2 separate regions of the Pan troglodytes genome follow, and region 2 is linked to region 1. Evidence: chromatin contacts called from public HiChIP or PLAC-seq data. All regions are on one chromosome and are shown on one strand. The core of a region is the stretch at or near the end of the contact, and the rest is flanking DNA. Distances in the headings are between cores, read along the strand shown.

Evidence for each region. HiChIP or PLAC-seq counts read pairs in DNA pulled down with a chosen protein or histone mark.
Region 2: a contact with region 1 is called in an H3K4me3 HiChIP or PLAC-seq map of stem cell-derived excitatory neurons, with 3 times the contacts expected there. The contact joins the promoter of TCOF1 here to the promoter of PDGFRB in region 1. A contact is called at or near these places in 1 of 7 Hi-C or Micro-C datasets (stem cell-derived neural progenitor cells) and 1 of 1 datasets of contacts at active chromatin or transcription factors (stem cell-derived excitatory neurons).

What each region holds. Positions count from the first base shown.
Region 1 is chr4:147,878,506-147,885,455 of NHGRI_mPanTro3-v2.0_pri, forward strand. It overlaps PDGFRB (platelet derived growth factor receptor beta), which reads right to left and starts at 3,361. Exons shown (of 24, transcript XM_054684697.2): 1 at 2,880-3,361.
Region 2 is chr4:148,082,093-148,088,396 of NHGRI_mPanTro3-v2.0_pri, forward strand. It overlaps TCOF1 (treacle ribosome biogenesis factor 1), which reads left to right and starts at 1,369. Exons shown (of 26, transcript XM_016954046.4): 1 at 1,369-1,636; 2 at 4,933-4,988. The coding sequence starts at 1,529.

The DNA.
Region 1 (6,950 bases), core at 2,111-4,610:
TTCTGAATCAAATGCAAGAAATGGGTGGGCATTTCAGAAGACCTTTTCATCCCTTTCTCCCTTCCCACTGCATTCAGCAGCAGCCTGTTCTGAGCCAATGCCCAGAGCACCCTCCTTTAGCCTAGAAGGCAGCTGGTCTCAGAGTCAGACTGTGGCCTGTGCCTGGAGGACGGACACGGATCTTTGGAACATACATGGTGTCCAGGTCCCTTCCGTGGGCAGAGCCTTTTGCAGGTTGCAGATTAATTTCACAGCCAAGTGTTCCAATGCAGGAGGCCAGGAGAGCAGTGGTTCTCTCAGCCAGTGGCCAGAGGTCCAGCTGTGAAGTGCAGGAACTGTGGTAAGCACCTTGCCAATGCTGTTGTCTCATGGAGCCCACACACGGTCCTGCTGCTCACAGAGAAGGAGATTGAGGCCCAGAGAGGCAAGGTGCTGCCCCGGGGTCACACAGTCAGCCAGAAACTGACTCGGGGTCAATGCATAGTCATCTGATGCCCAAGCCTGGTGCTGGTTACCCACAGCGCTCACTGCCTCCCAGCTACAGAAGGAGCCCAGAGATGGGATGTGGGGGGTCTGAGGTTGGCCACACGGTGGATTTAAATCGAGCCAGGGCAAGCACTGGGTCTCCTGACTCTGGATCCACGGTGCTTTCCACTGCCTGCCCCACATCTGTGGGCAATTATAAGTCCCAGCTCTTCTTCCCGCAGAGGAGGGGGGCTGCTGATAACTGCTGTCTGGGAGGAGGGTGCTGACCAGATGGTCTCTTTCCTCTCTCAAGACCAAGCCAGGGCCCGGGCAGACCTTGGAGCAGTCAGACCTGAGGCTGCACTTTCTGCTGGGGAAGGTGCTGAAGCCAGGAGCAGGCTCTGCAGGAGGATGGAGATTCTTCCCTCTGACTGGGAGCTTCCCGGGGAGCACGAGGTAAGCCTTTAGAGTCAGGCAGACTTCAGCCTAAACACCACCTTAACTCACCGTATGGCCCTGGGAAAGTCACTTAGCCTCTCCAGATCTCAGCTTCCTCATCTACAAAAAGTAGGTAATAACATTGATTTCAAAAACTTGCCATGAGGACTCCAAGGTGTGTGAAGTACCAGGCTCTATGCCTGCATGAGGTAGGTGTTCAGGGACTGTATGTCCCTGAAGGCTGTGGATTCAGGGTCTCCTGCTTGGAGACAGGGGAGGACTGCATGACTTCAGAACTTGTCACTAGAGGCCTCTGTGCAATCGGGAGGTCACAGAGGGAAGCAGAGATACTCCTCCCTGCTTGCAATGGAGGAATGCTGCCTGGAGTAGCCACACGATGTCCTGGAAGGGCACCTGTGAGAAGGCTGGAGGCCTGGGTTCTAGTCTCACACTTGGGAGCAGAAGGTCTTCAGTGAGCTCCTCCTCCCTTTCACCAGGACATTTTTTCAGCCGCACTGCCTATCCAGGGCTGGGCACTTGGGGCAGAGCACAGGATGGGGAAACCTTAAACCTTTCCCCAGCAGAAAGTGCGGCCTCAGTTCTGACTGCTGGGGCCTGAACAATCTCTGATGAACAAACACAACATAAACAGATCACCAACAGGGGAGGGCCAAGTAACATGGCTTCAGCACAAAGTGCATGGCTAGCACTTGGAAGACACGAAGAACCTAGGAAGGCTGCCTGGAAGAGGTGGTGTATGGAATATCCCTGAAAGAAAAGTGATGAGGAAGGGCATTCCAGAAAGGGGGAAGAGGGAGGGCAAATGCCCACAAGCAGGATGGTGCGCATTCCTTCTGGGAATTCTGGGATCTGACTGGCGGGAACAAAAGGCCCAAGTTTGGAGTAATGGGGCACGGGGAGATTCCAACCTCTCCAGGCTGTGCCACTTACTAGCTGTGTGGCTACAGTTATGTGGCTGCGTGAGCCTCAAGTTCCTCATGTATAAAACGGAGGTAAAAACATTCACTGCCTCTGGGGTTGCTGGTGAGCATTACATGAGATCAGTCTCATAAAGCACTCAGCACAGTTGCGGCGTGCAGTAAGTGTCAAGCAGTGGCAGCCTCTGTTAGGAGCTGGGACTTTCTCCAGGCACTGGGGAGCCATAGGCGGATCCTGGGCAGGGAGGTGGTGTGATTGGATTTATGCTTTAGAACGGCATGGAGAAGGGGTAGAGTCCAGAAGGAGGGAGACAACGAGGAGGCCTGAGCAGCTGCCTGGGACCAAAGGAAATGGCCCAGTGGCTGACCCCTTCTTCACAGAGGAGCCCCCAGATCTGACAGCCAGGTCCCAGCCCCCAGACCCAGCAGCATGACCGCTAGGGGGTTGCCATGGCCTCCCATCACCCTCGAACTTTCCTAGCCCTCAAACTTTTCTAGCTGCTGGGGGTTTAGAAGGATATCTTAAGAATCTAGAAAATTTGCAAATCCATTTAAATCCCCAAAGGTTGCCTGGCGGCTGACTGGCCTAAAGCCAGACTGATTCTTAGAAACAAGGCTTGGGCCAAGGAACAGCGGCTATGGTCCTGAGGTCCCCAGTCCCCTGCTTTCTGTGTACCCTGCCTACCTTCTCCCAATTCCCCTCTCCCGCTCTTCCCAGCTCTCCTCACTCCCCATTGACTGTGCTGTACTTTGGAGGCCCCCAGTCAGCACCCAGAAACCCCTGAGGATTGTTTGATGAAGGCAGGAGCAGCAGGGATGATGAGGTGGAGGCCACTCAACCCAGAGCAGGGGAAAGGAGAAAACTGGCTCCTCCAGCCCTGACATCACCCACAGTCTCCCAGCCTCCTCTCATCTTGTTTTGTTAAAAATATCTTCCCTTTTTTTTTTTTTTTTTTTTTTTTACCTACTCGAAGAGATGCAGGTTAGGGCAAAGGGACAGGGCATGGGGCTGGGGTTCCCACTTTTTCCAGCACTTACCTTGCTGCTGATGGCTTCTGGTGTGGGCACAGTTCCAGGCTCTGGACAGTCACCCCCTCCAGGAAGTCCTCCTTACTGCCCTCTCCCAGTTATCAGAAAGACTGCTGGTCCCAGAGTGGGTAACAGCTGAGTAGAAGGACAGGCAGGACCGGTGCAGGCTCCTGAAGGCTCAGGAGAACAGAGGGATGGAGGAAGGGGGCTGCTGCAGGGGAGAGAAGCGGCCCAGCTTCGCCTCACTCCCCAAGCATCCTTCGGGAGGAGCAGAGCCGCCAGAGGGGCCGCCCTGGGTCTGGCTGTCTGCGTTGGGCAGGGCGAGCGCAGGCTGCTGCTGGGCAGCAGGGCTGAGGGGCCGGCTCTCTCCTCCTCCTTGTTGATCTCCTCTCTGGCTCCAAGTTGCTCACAGAGCGATCCTGGGTCCCAGATAGGGCGGGCAGTCACTGCTGGCTGCTGGCAGCCTCAGGAGCTCACACCACTGTGGGCTTCCATGCCCCCCCACTTCCCCCGCCACTTTGGGGGAAAGGCTGCAGGGTGGCTTCTGATTGGCCCAGCTGGGAGAAGGGGGGGGCGGCGGGGCAGGGAGGGTGGACGCGTGCGTCTGTTTTCAATTTCAGTTTTTTCCCCCCTCTCTCTTTCTTTTCCCCCAAGTTTCTTGTTTTTCTTCTTTTCCCTCTGCTTACTCCCTCCCATCGCCCGTTCGCTCAGGATGTGAGGGGATGCTTAGAAATTCCACAGCCCACGCCAGCCGCCGGCTGCTGAGTCACTTTTGTCAAAGACTGGCCTCGGCCCCACTTTCCCGATGCCCATGTCGGGTGGCGGCCTCCCCTTGCCATGGCACGCAGGGAGATCATTGCTCAGTGCCTCAGTTTCCCCATCTGTAAAGGAGACTCTGATCATCTCTGTGGTTGATTCAGTCAACCTTCATTCATTGAACAAGCATACTGAGCACTTACTACATTCTAACACTGTACTGGGTGCAGGGAACACTAGCAAGACGTGGTCCTGACCTCAGAAGCACCAGGCTAGTGAGCAAGATATTCATTGGGCAAGCAGGTGCCCGGTGGGCAGACAGGAGGCTGAGAGTGCATTTAGAAGGACCCCTAACGGAAGCCTGAGAGAATCAGAGAGCACTGCTGAGAAGAGGTGACATGGAGGAGATGGAAAGATCCTCCAAGATGATCAGCCATTTTTCAGAAGGACAAACCAAGGCCCAGGGGTGAATTGGCACAGAGAGGGAATGTGATTTGGTCAAGGTCATCCAGCACAGATTGGATATCTCTGGATATTGACAGATACATTCCTTTTCACGTCTCAAAGCCCCTGGGGTGCAAAGAGAGGATTATTTGCCCCATTTTATAGATGGGGCACTGAGGCCCAGAGGAGCAAAATAAGCTTCCCAAGCTTACGCAGCAATGGCAGAGCTGGGGCAGAACTAGGTCTCATGAGACACATGATGGAAGAGACACAAGTCATCTGACCCCCACCCGAGACCCTTATTCCAGTGTAGATGAACCCCCTGCCCTGCTTTCTTCCTAGGTTCCCCCTGTGGCTCTTTCATTCAGTCACTCAACAAGATACTTTCTTTTTTTTTTGAGACGGAGTCTTGCTCTGGAGTGCAATGGCGCAGTCCAGGCTCACTGCAACCTCCGCCTCCCAGGTTCAAGTGACTCTCCTGCCTCAGACTCCCAAGTAGCTGGGATTACAGGTGCACACCACCACACCTGGCTATTTTTGTATTTTTTGTAGAGACCGGGTTTCACTATGTTGGCCAGGCTGGTCTCAAACCCCTGACTTCATGATCCACCCACCTCAGCCTCCCAAAGTGCTGGGATTACAGGCTTGAGCCACCTCACCCAGCCTCAACAAGATACTTTCAAGTATCCGTTTTGTTCCATTTCCATTCTCTGGCTCTCCTTTCCTACCAGGGTCTGCCAAGACTCCTCCAGTTCCCCCAGCTGGGTCTCTTCTTCCACCCTCAGCTTCTCAGATCAGAAGACATCTCCAGTTACAGACTCCTAGCCCTCAGATGGCAAAGGGCATTATTTTAGAAGGGCATATAGAGTGGGCTTACCACCCCTGCTCCCACTACTGCACCCACGGGGCAACTGAATTCCAGAGGGTGAAGAAAGGTGTCCCAGGTGACACAGGTAGAGGCTGGCTCTGCCCTCCTTCCCTCTGCGCCGCTAAGTCTTTCCTCCTCAGCTTCCCCCAGGCCCCTGTTCACAGAGCAGAGGATTTGCGTGAGCTGGGATTCCATGCCCACCACAGTCAACTATCTTGCATTTCTTGGTCTAGTCCCAATCGGGATTGCCCAGCAGAGCATCTGGGCTGGACCACATAGAAGGAGAAGTGTTCTCAGACTGGCTCCCAGCCGTGGGTTGGGGACCATAAGAGTACCCCGAGAGAGGGGGCCTGGCCAGGTCTTTGTGGCAACAGGGAAATAGGGGAATGTGAAAAGATCCCACAGGCCACAAGGTCAGGCTTGCACAGGGATTTCTTGTGCCCAAAGATTCCGTCAGAAATTTACGACTCCCCTCCTAGCATCTGCCTGGGCCATTCACCTCTGAATCCTTGGCTGACCCTCTGCAGCCAGGCCAGCCTGGGGGAGGCCACGAGACACACCAACCCCCTAGTCCCCAAAGAAGCTAGTCTGGGAGTCAGAAGACCCAGCCACAGATTTATCAGGAGAACTTGAATAAGTCCCTTGCCCTGCCTGAGCCTCGGTTTCCCTATCTGTACATAACAGTTGTGGACTCACTGTGCTACAAGGCCCTTGGGATGGTCTGTCTGCAATTTCCCTTAGAGCTGGACTCTAGCAAGGGAGAGGAGGCTGGTGGGCCCTAGGGCAGGGGTACAGCTGGGGCCAGAGATGCAGCACAAAGGGGAGGGGCAGTTGGCGGTGGCTCCCCTGGGAAGCTGGCGGCCTCCAGTTTCCGGCCAGCCCAGCCGTCCTGAGGCCCATCTGGAATTACTTAGCCCCTACTGCCATTAACCCTTGGTGGGCACCAGGACTGTCACTCCTCCTCTCAACTGAGATATGGGTGGGAGGCGCAGAGCTACAGGGAGCACCCCAGGGCACTCACCAAGGGGCAAAATTGTCATGATTGACAGAGGAGGTTGGAGAGCTAGAGATAGAGCTGGGTTCGAATCCCAGCTGCTCCAGTTTCAAGCTACATGAGCTTAGGCAAGTCACTTAAACTCCTGGCCTTGGTTTCCTCCTCTGGAAAATGGAGACAAGTCAAAGACTGATTCATAAGACTCTTCGGTTTGTACAAAGGACTTAGTACATTGCCTCAAAGTGTACTAAGTGTACACTATTACTGAAATAGTGAGTTTCCTCATTCGAGCAGCATTCCATCACTGTGTCTTCCTGGGCGGAGCCCTCCCTTTTCTGAGTCTTGGATTCCCCTTGTGCACTCTGCCTTCAGCGGCAATGGACGGGGCACATGGGCAGTGCAGCACCATCACCCTGGGGTGGTCAGCATGGCCCCCAGCCCCACTGTGGACAGGACAAGCTATGAACATCCTCACACCTACACAGATACTGGGAACCCAGTCCAGCCTTGGACAATGCTGTCTTGGGGAAGCCTGGGCTGAGAGTAGGTGGGCAGAGCATGGAATGTGGGGAGCCCTGCCTGAAGTGGACTGGGATGGGGTACAGTGGGAGAGGGGGGCTCTGGGCCTTAGGGTTCCACACTGCCTTCCCCCACAGCACGGTGGCACCCTCAAGAGTTAAATGTCTGGACTCTGATGTTGGCAGCTCCAACCCAGCTCCACCACTTCCCAGCCATGTGACGCTGGGCGATGATATGACCTGAGCTCTCTGAGCCTCAGTACCTTCAACTGTGAAATGGGGACACATGTGCCTACCTCACAGGGTTGTGGAGAGACCTGAATAAGCCATGCCCACAGGCATTTTGTCAAGCCCTCGAGCAAAACAAGAAAGTGCCACAAAAGGTGACTGATCCAGCTGGGCGCGGTGGCTCACGCCTATAATCCCAGCACTTTGGGAGGCCAAGGTGGGTGGATCACCTGAGGTCAGGAGTTTGAGACCAGCCTGGCCAACATGGAGAA
Region 2 (6,304 bases), core at 119-2,618, 200 kb after region 1:
ACACTATATTATTACATAAGAAAACACTATCCTTTTCCTTCCTGCACTTAACCCGCTGTTTGTAACACTATTGTATGACTATTAGTTTAGTATGTGTCTCCTCCGTTAGACTGTAAGCTCTATTGGAGTAGAGACAATTCCATCACTAGACTGTAAGCTCTATAGGAGTAGAGACTATTCCAACCCCAATGGTAGGTACTCAATAAATATTTGCTCAAGAAAAAGGGAAATGTTGAATGTGTACAGACACATAACATTTTCCATTCAAGTTCAAGACAAAGATAACCACATACCTGGACCTCCTAGGGTTAGAGACTCCTGCACCCGTAAGAAACATGCTGCCCTCAGATTCTCAATGGGTCCATGAAGTTAAGAACAGCTCACTCTAACATTCTCCAGCCTACCTCACCTTTTCCCTGCCATCCTTCCCTCAACAACTACAACAGCCTCACATTTAGTATTAATGGTATGTGCTTTGGTTTTAGCAATCTTTCAAAAACACAAAACAGGGTCAACCTCCTCAGAAAAGCCAGTCAGAGACTATCTAATGCCCTCAGAGCAAGTCCAAACTCTGTTGGGGGTGGGGGAGTTGTAGGCCTTGTCTACTTCTTCATCCTCATGTGCCCTCATTTGTTCCCTCTTCCCCACCTCACCCCACCCCACCTGGACAGCCCAGCAGCGCAGACTAGGGGTTCTGGGTTTAGGGTTCCCAGGCAATAGCAGGGTGTTTTCTCATGCCTAGACTCATGCAGCGCCCTCTGCCAGTCCTCTCCTTTGCACCCAGCAATTTCGGGTGTCTTTATGCCTCAGCTATCTCTCTGGGGTTCGGTGCTCCTCCTTGGGGCGCCCATAGGCTGCATCTGTCCCTGACAAGGCACACCAGATATTGAACTATAGTTGCTTGGTTACGGACAGTCGTCTCTGTGAGCTTTGAGGGCAACTGCCATGTATTATGCATCTTTTGAATCCCCCTAGCCTAGCCGGGTGCTAGCCCAAGTTAGGTGCTTACTACAGATTTGTTCAGTTAGCGAATGAATGAATGAATAAACTGGCAACTCGTGTCTGGTTCATGGGCACCAAAAACCGTGCGAAATGGATAAATGAGCAGGTAATGGCAGTACAAAGTTCGGATCTAGAGAAAGATCCAGATTAGGGAGTTCAGAGATGAGTAAAACGCAGACCCAGCCATCAGAGAATTAACAAGGAAGATAAATCTCTTCAAGAAGCCAGCCGGAAGGATTAAAAGAGAGTCGTCCAAGTCCCGGCCGGCCCCGGGGGCGGGTCCCTGTCTAGCCCCGCCTGCTCCGCGCCCATGGGCGGTCTTGTTGATCACGAGTCTCCGCCCCCTTCGCCTTGAGGGGCGGGGCCGGCCACTCCCGGAGAGGGGACTACGTTTCCCGGCGCGCCGCGCGGCCGGAGCGAAAGAGGAGCCGGAAGTGGGGCGCGCGAGGTCTAAGGGCGCGAGGGAAGTGGCGGGCGGGGACTAAGGCGGGGCGTGCAGGTAGCCGGCCGGCCGGGGGTCGCGGGCATGGCCGAGGCCAGGAAGCGGCGGGAGCTACTTCCCCTGATCTACCACCATCTGCTGCGGGCTGGCTATGTGCGTGCGGCGCGGGAAGTGAAGGAGCAGAGCGGCCAGGTAAGCGTTCGTGGGCCGTGTGCGAGGGCCGCGTGCAAGATGTGGAGATCAGCGGCCCGCGGCCCGCGCCCCGTCCCCAGGCGACCCGGCAGGCGCCCGGAGCCGGGTCCCGCAGTGCTCGACGGCGCGGCCAGGGGTACCGGAGGAGCCGCAATCTCTGCCTCCCCACTGCGACTTCAGTTCCCCTGGGCCTCACTTTCCTCATCCGGGCAGTGGGTTGGGCCAGAAAGTGTGCTCGCAGGGGCCGAACTTTGTAATTCCCGCTTCCCTTACCTCCACGCCCTTCCTGGTAGCGGGTATTTTAAGTTTCCTAAGTCTCCCGCCACGTGGCTAGGCTCAGCGCGGCCCCCCCTGGGGCAAGGAGGTTGCTGCGAGTCTCGGGGGTGGATTGCGACCAGCCCCTCGGGGGAGCGCCTGGAGAAGGGACCCTACAGCCTCTTAGTTGAGCTGGAACTCAGGCCTTTAGCGATTGTCTGTACTGAGACGGTCAGCTTTGGTACTCGAACTCGTGGTACAGTCATTTCTTACTTGATTAATTCAACGTTAATCCGGTACTCGGTGCTTCCTGGTGTTCGAATGGTGAGCACCGTCTCTCAGCCCTCCTGGAGCTTACACTCTAGTAAGGTAGACAAATCAAAGAATCACAAAAGTGACTATATGCTTAGCACCGCAATAAGTGTTAAGAATGAGAGGGATGGGCCGGGCACGGTAGCTCACGCCTGTAATCCCAGCACTTAGGGAGGCCGAGACTAGCGGATCACCTGAGGTCAGAAGTTCGAGACCAGCCTGGCCAACATGGTGAAACACCGTTTCTACTAAAAATACAAAAATTAGCTGGGCGTGTTGGCGCACGCCTGTAATCCTGGCTACTCATGTGGCTGAGGCACAAGAATTGCTTGAACCCGGGAGGCAGAGGTTGCAATGAGTCAAGATCGTGCCACTGCACTCCAGCCTGGGCGATAAAGCGAGACTCTGCCTCAAAAAAAAAGAGAGATGGATGGCAGATTGCCCTGGTCAGGAATAGCTGAGGTGTAAATGCCTTGTGGTAGGAGGGAACTTGTGTACACACTGGCCTGGAGAAAGTCCACTCTCTTGAGCCCGGGAGTTTGAGGATACAGTATGAGCCATGATCATGCCACTGCACTCCAGCCTGGGCAACAGAGCAAGACACTGTCTCAAAAAAAAATTTTTTTTAAGTCCATAGCAGGCCAGGTACGGTAGCTCACGCCTGTAATCCCAGCACTTTGGGAGGCCGAGGCAGGCGGATCACTTGAGGCCAGGAGTTCAAAACCAGCCTGACCGACATGGTGAAACCCTGTCTCTACTAAAAATGCAAAAATTAGCTATGCATGGTGGCGTGCACCTGTAGTCCCAGTTACTCGGGAGGCTGAGTCAGGAGAATCACTTGAACCCAGGAGGCAGAGGTTGCACTGAGCTGAGACTGAGCCACTGCACTCCATCCTGGGTGACAAAGCGAGACTCCATCTCAAAAAAAAAAAAATGTCCATAGTGGCTGAAGTGTGAAGTACAAGGGCCAGATGCCCCTGGGGAGATGGAGGCAGGGGCTGACTGGAGTGGTCTGGTGGGCAGTTTGATCTTCCTTGGAAGAGCAGTGGTAAACCAATGGAGAGTTTTGAACTGGTGAGACAGTATCCTAAGTAGTCAGATCCCTTTGCCCTGTGGTGTAGGCTCTGCTCCTAATGCTTGCTCTCAGAACCTCCTGGAGGGACTGAAGGGTGATGGGCCCTAAGACGTTATCTATGCTTTTCCCAATTTCTCTGAACCTCACTTGCTCTTCCTACCGCAGTTATGATACTTCACAGATAAGGGGAGCAAGAGATAGTACCCATCTTCATTGGAGCAAAAATATCCTGCCGTCATGGAGCACACATTCTAGTAGGAGCAGACAGGTGACAAATAGAAAAAGTTTAATAAGTTAATGATATAGTATATCCAATGATGGTTGGTGCTTGCTATAAAAGTAAGGCAGGCAAGGGGGATAAGGGATGTCAGACTTCGATTGTAAGTAGGGTAGTCAAGGAAGTCTCATTGAGAAGGTGTCATTTGGGCAGAGACCTGAAGGAAATGAGGGAGTGCGCTGTGTAGTTAACAGGGGAGAGACCATTCCAGACAACAAGAATAGCAAGGCTGCGTTAGAGGCAGGGTGGCCTGACACATTTGAGGACAGCAAGGAGGACACTTTGCCTGAGGTGGAGCAGAGGGAAACTGACTCTTGAAATCTTAGTGTTACCGCCTCACTGCTGGGCACTGACAGATGGTCTTGTTCAAACCAGATAGCAGCCTGCAAGGTGGGTATCGCTGTTGTCCCCATGTTAAGTAGAAATCTGAAGTTTGAAGACGTGACGAGATTAGTTCAGTCCACCCGTGCCCCACATTGCTTAGCCTCATTAGAGTACTTGATATCCTGGCTTATTGACATTTACAGAGACAGTGGGCCCTCTGGCCTCTGCTCCAAAGGCCTGGATTCCACCTGGTTCCCTCTGCTTCCACCAAGGGACTGGTACCATTTGGGCCCAGTCTTCTCCCAGCAGACTAGTAGACTGTGGTCGTGCCACCTGGATGCCTCAGGTGTCTGGGCTGTGATTCGTGCTTTGGGAAGATTGGCTGGCCACGTCTTTGAAAGCTTTTTTAAAGGTCAAAGGTGGGGAAAACCCTGTCTCATGGCCACTAGGCATGGATAGTGCCAGAGAGGCTGGGAGCTGGATGAATGCTAGCTTGGAACATTCCACCTCTGGCCTTTCAAAGGCGTTGTCTAAAAAGGTTTTAGTTGGGATTGGTTGTTCTTCTTGTCTCTGGAAGGTTTTGGACAGAACTGGCAGGGCCAAGCAGACATACTTCCCAGAGCAAAAAGACCCTCTTTTTTTTTTTTTTTTTTTTTAAAGAAAGGGTCTTGCTCTGTTGCCCAGGCTGGAGTGCGGTGGCACAAGCATGGCTCACTGCAGCCTCGATATCCTGGGCTCAAGTGATCCTCCCACCTCAGCCTCCTGAGTAGCCGGGACCACCAGTGCATGCCACCATTCTCAGCTAATTTTTAAATTTTTTTATAGAGACGGTCTCACTATGTTGCCCAGACTGGTCTTGAACTCCTGGGCTCGAGTGATCTTCTGCCTCAGCCTCCCAAAGTGCTGAGATTACAGGTATGAGCCACCATGCCCAGCCAAAAAGACCCTCTTCTGAACCACCTGTCTATACAAGTCATGAGTTTGGGGAGATCTGGGCCCAAGAAGGATCCTTACTGTGCTGGTGATTAATTGTGGCTCTTTATCTCTCTGCAGAAGTGTTTCCTGGCTCAGCCCGTAACCCTTCTGGACATCTATACACACTGGCAACAGTAAGTGGTGGGGCCGACAGGGTGGAGTAGGGACACCCCAAGCAACTCAGCTTGGAATAAGCTGGGATACCTATCTGGTCTAAGATCCGTCCCCATAGCCCACTGTGGACACCATTGTTGCCTCCAGAAAGCCAGCTCATATCACATGGATGGGTATTTCTGTGTGGATATCTGGTAGTGGGAGGGGACATTGAGAGCTGTGATCTCTTAAGAACAAGAGCTTCTTACCAGCTTGTCAGTTGCTCAGCAAACGTATATTGAGCACCTCCTGAAAGCCAAGTCCTGTTCTTACTTAGTATGCAAATATTGTCACAAGTGAGACAGACATGGTTCCTTCTTTCCTGCAGCTGACATTGTAGCCAAGGAGGTAGGCATGAGTCAAAGAATGAAACAAATGAATGTTAAATTACAGTGGTAGTAAGGATTACAAAAGAGAGGAACCTATTGCCACAGCCACATAAATGGGTAAGTCTGGCTTCATCTGGGGGTCCAGGGGAAGCTTCCCTGAGGTGATCTTTGACTTGAGAGCTATAGGAATTGGAGGAGTGAACTATGCAGTGGGTAGAGAGTGGCAGGCGGAGGGTACCTGCCAGTGGAAATTGCTAATGCTAAGTCCTGTGGCTGGTGGACAGTACAGATGGGGCTAGGTCATCGCATGGATAGCCACGCATGGGCTGGTTATCCATGGTGAGGAATTTTGTCTTTATCCAAGAGCAGTGGGGCCATGGTAGGGTGAAAAAGTGAGGAGATTGCTCTGCACCATGGTGAGACTGGTGGGGCCATGGACACCATCGTCCAGGCAAGAGCTGATGGGGCTTGACACAGGGAGAACAGGGTAGAAAGTGGATTCCCAAGAATCATAGGGAGGAAACCAGGGCCTGTGGATGAGTGGGAGAGGAAGTATCTGATTGACTCCACATCTAACTTGTGTACCCATGCATAGAGCTTGAAGGGAACTCATTTTGGAGGGGAAAGATTTCAATGACATGTTGAGTGTGAGATGCCTTTTAAACATGTAAAATTTATGTACTCTTCAAGGAAGGGGGAATCATCCAAGGATGTATCAAGAGAGGAATGGTTGGAAAATGGAGAGAGTAATTGTGTTCTCTTCATGCACTGGCCTGACCACAGCTGACTAAGGGAGTGAAGGACGTGCAGACATATCCCATGGGGAATGGTAGAGAGTACTGAATTGCCTTGGATGGAAAGGAGGCAGGAGAGGGGTGTGAGGGACCACTGCACATCTTTGAGGACCAAGAATAGTGCGTTCTCTGAGGCCCTGGAGACAGAAGTGGGCCCCAAATGTTCCTGCTTCA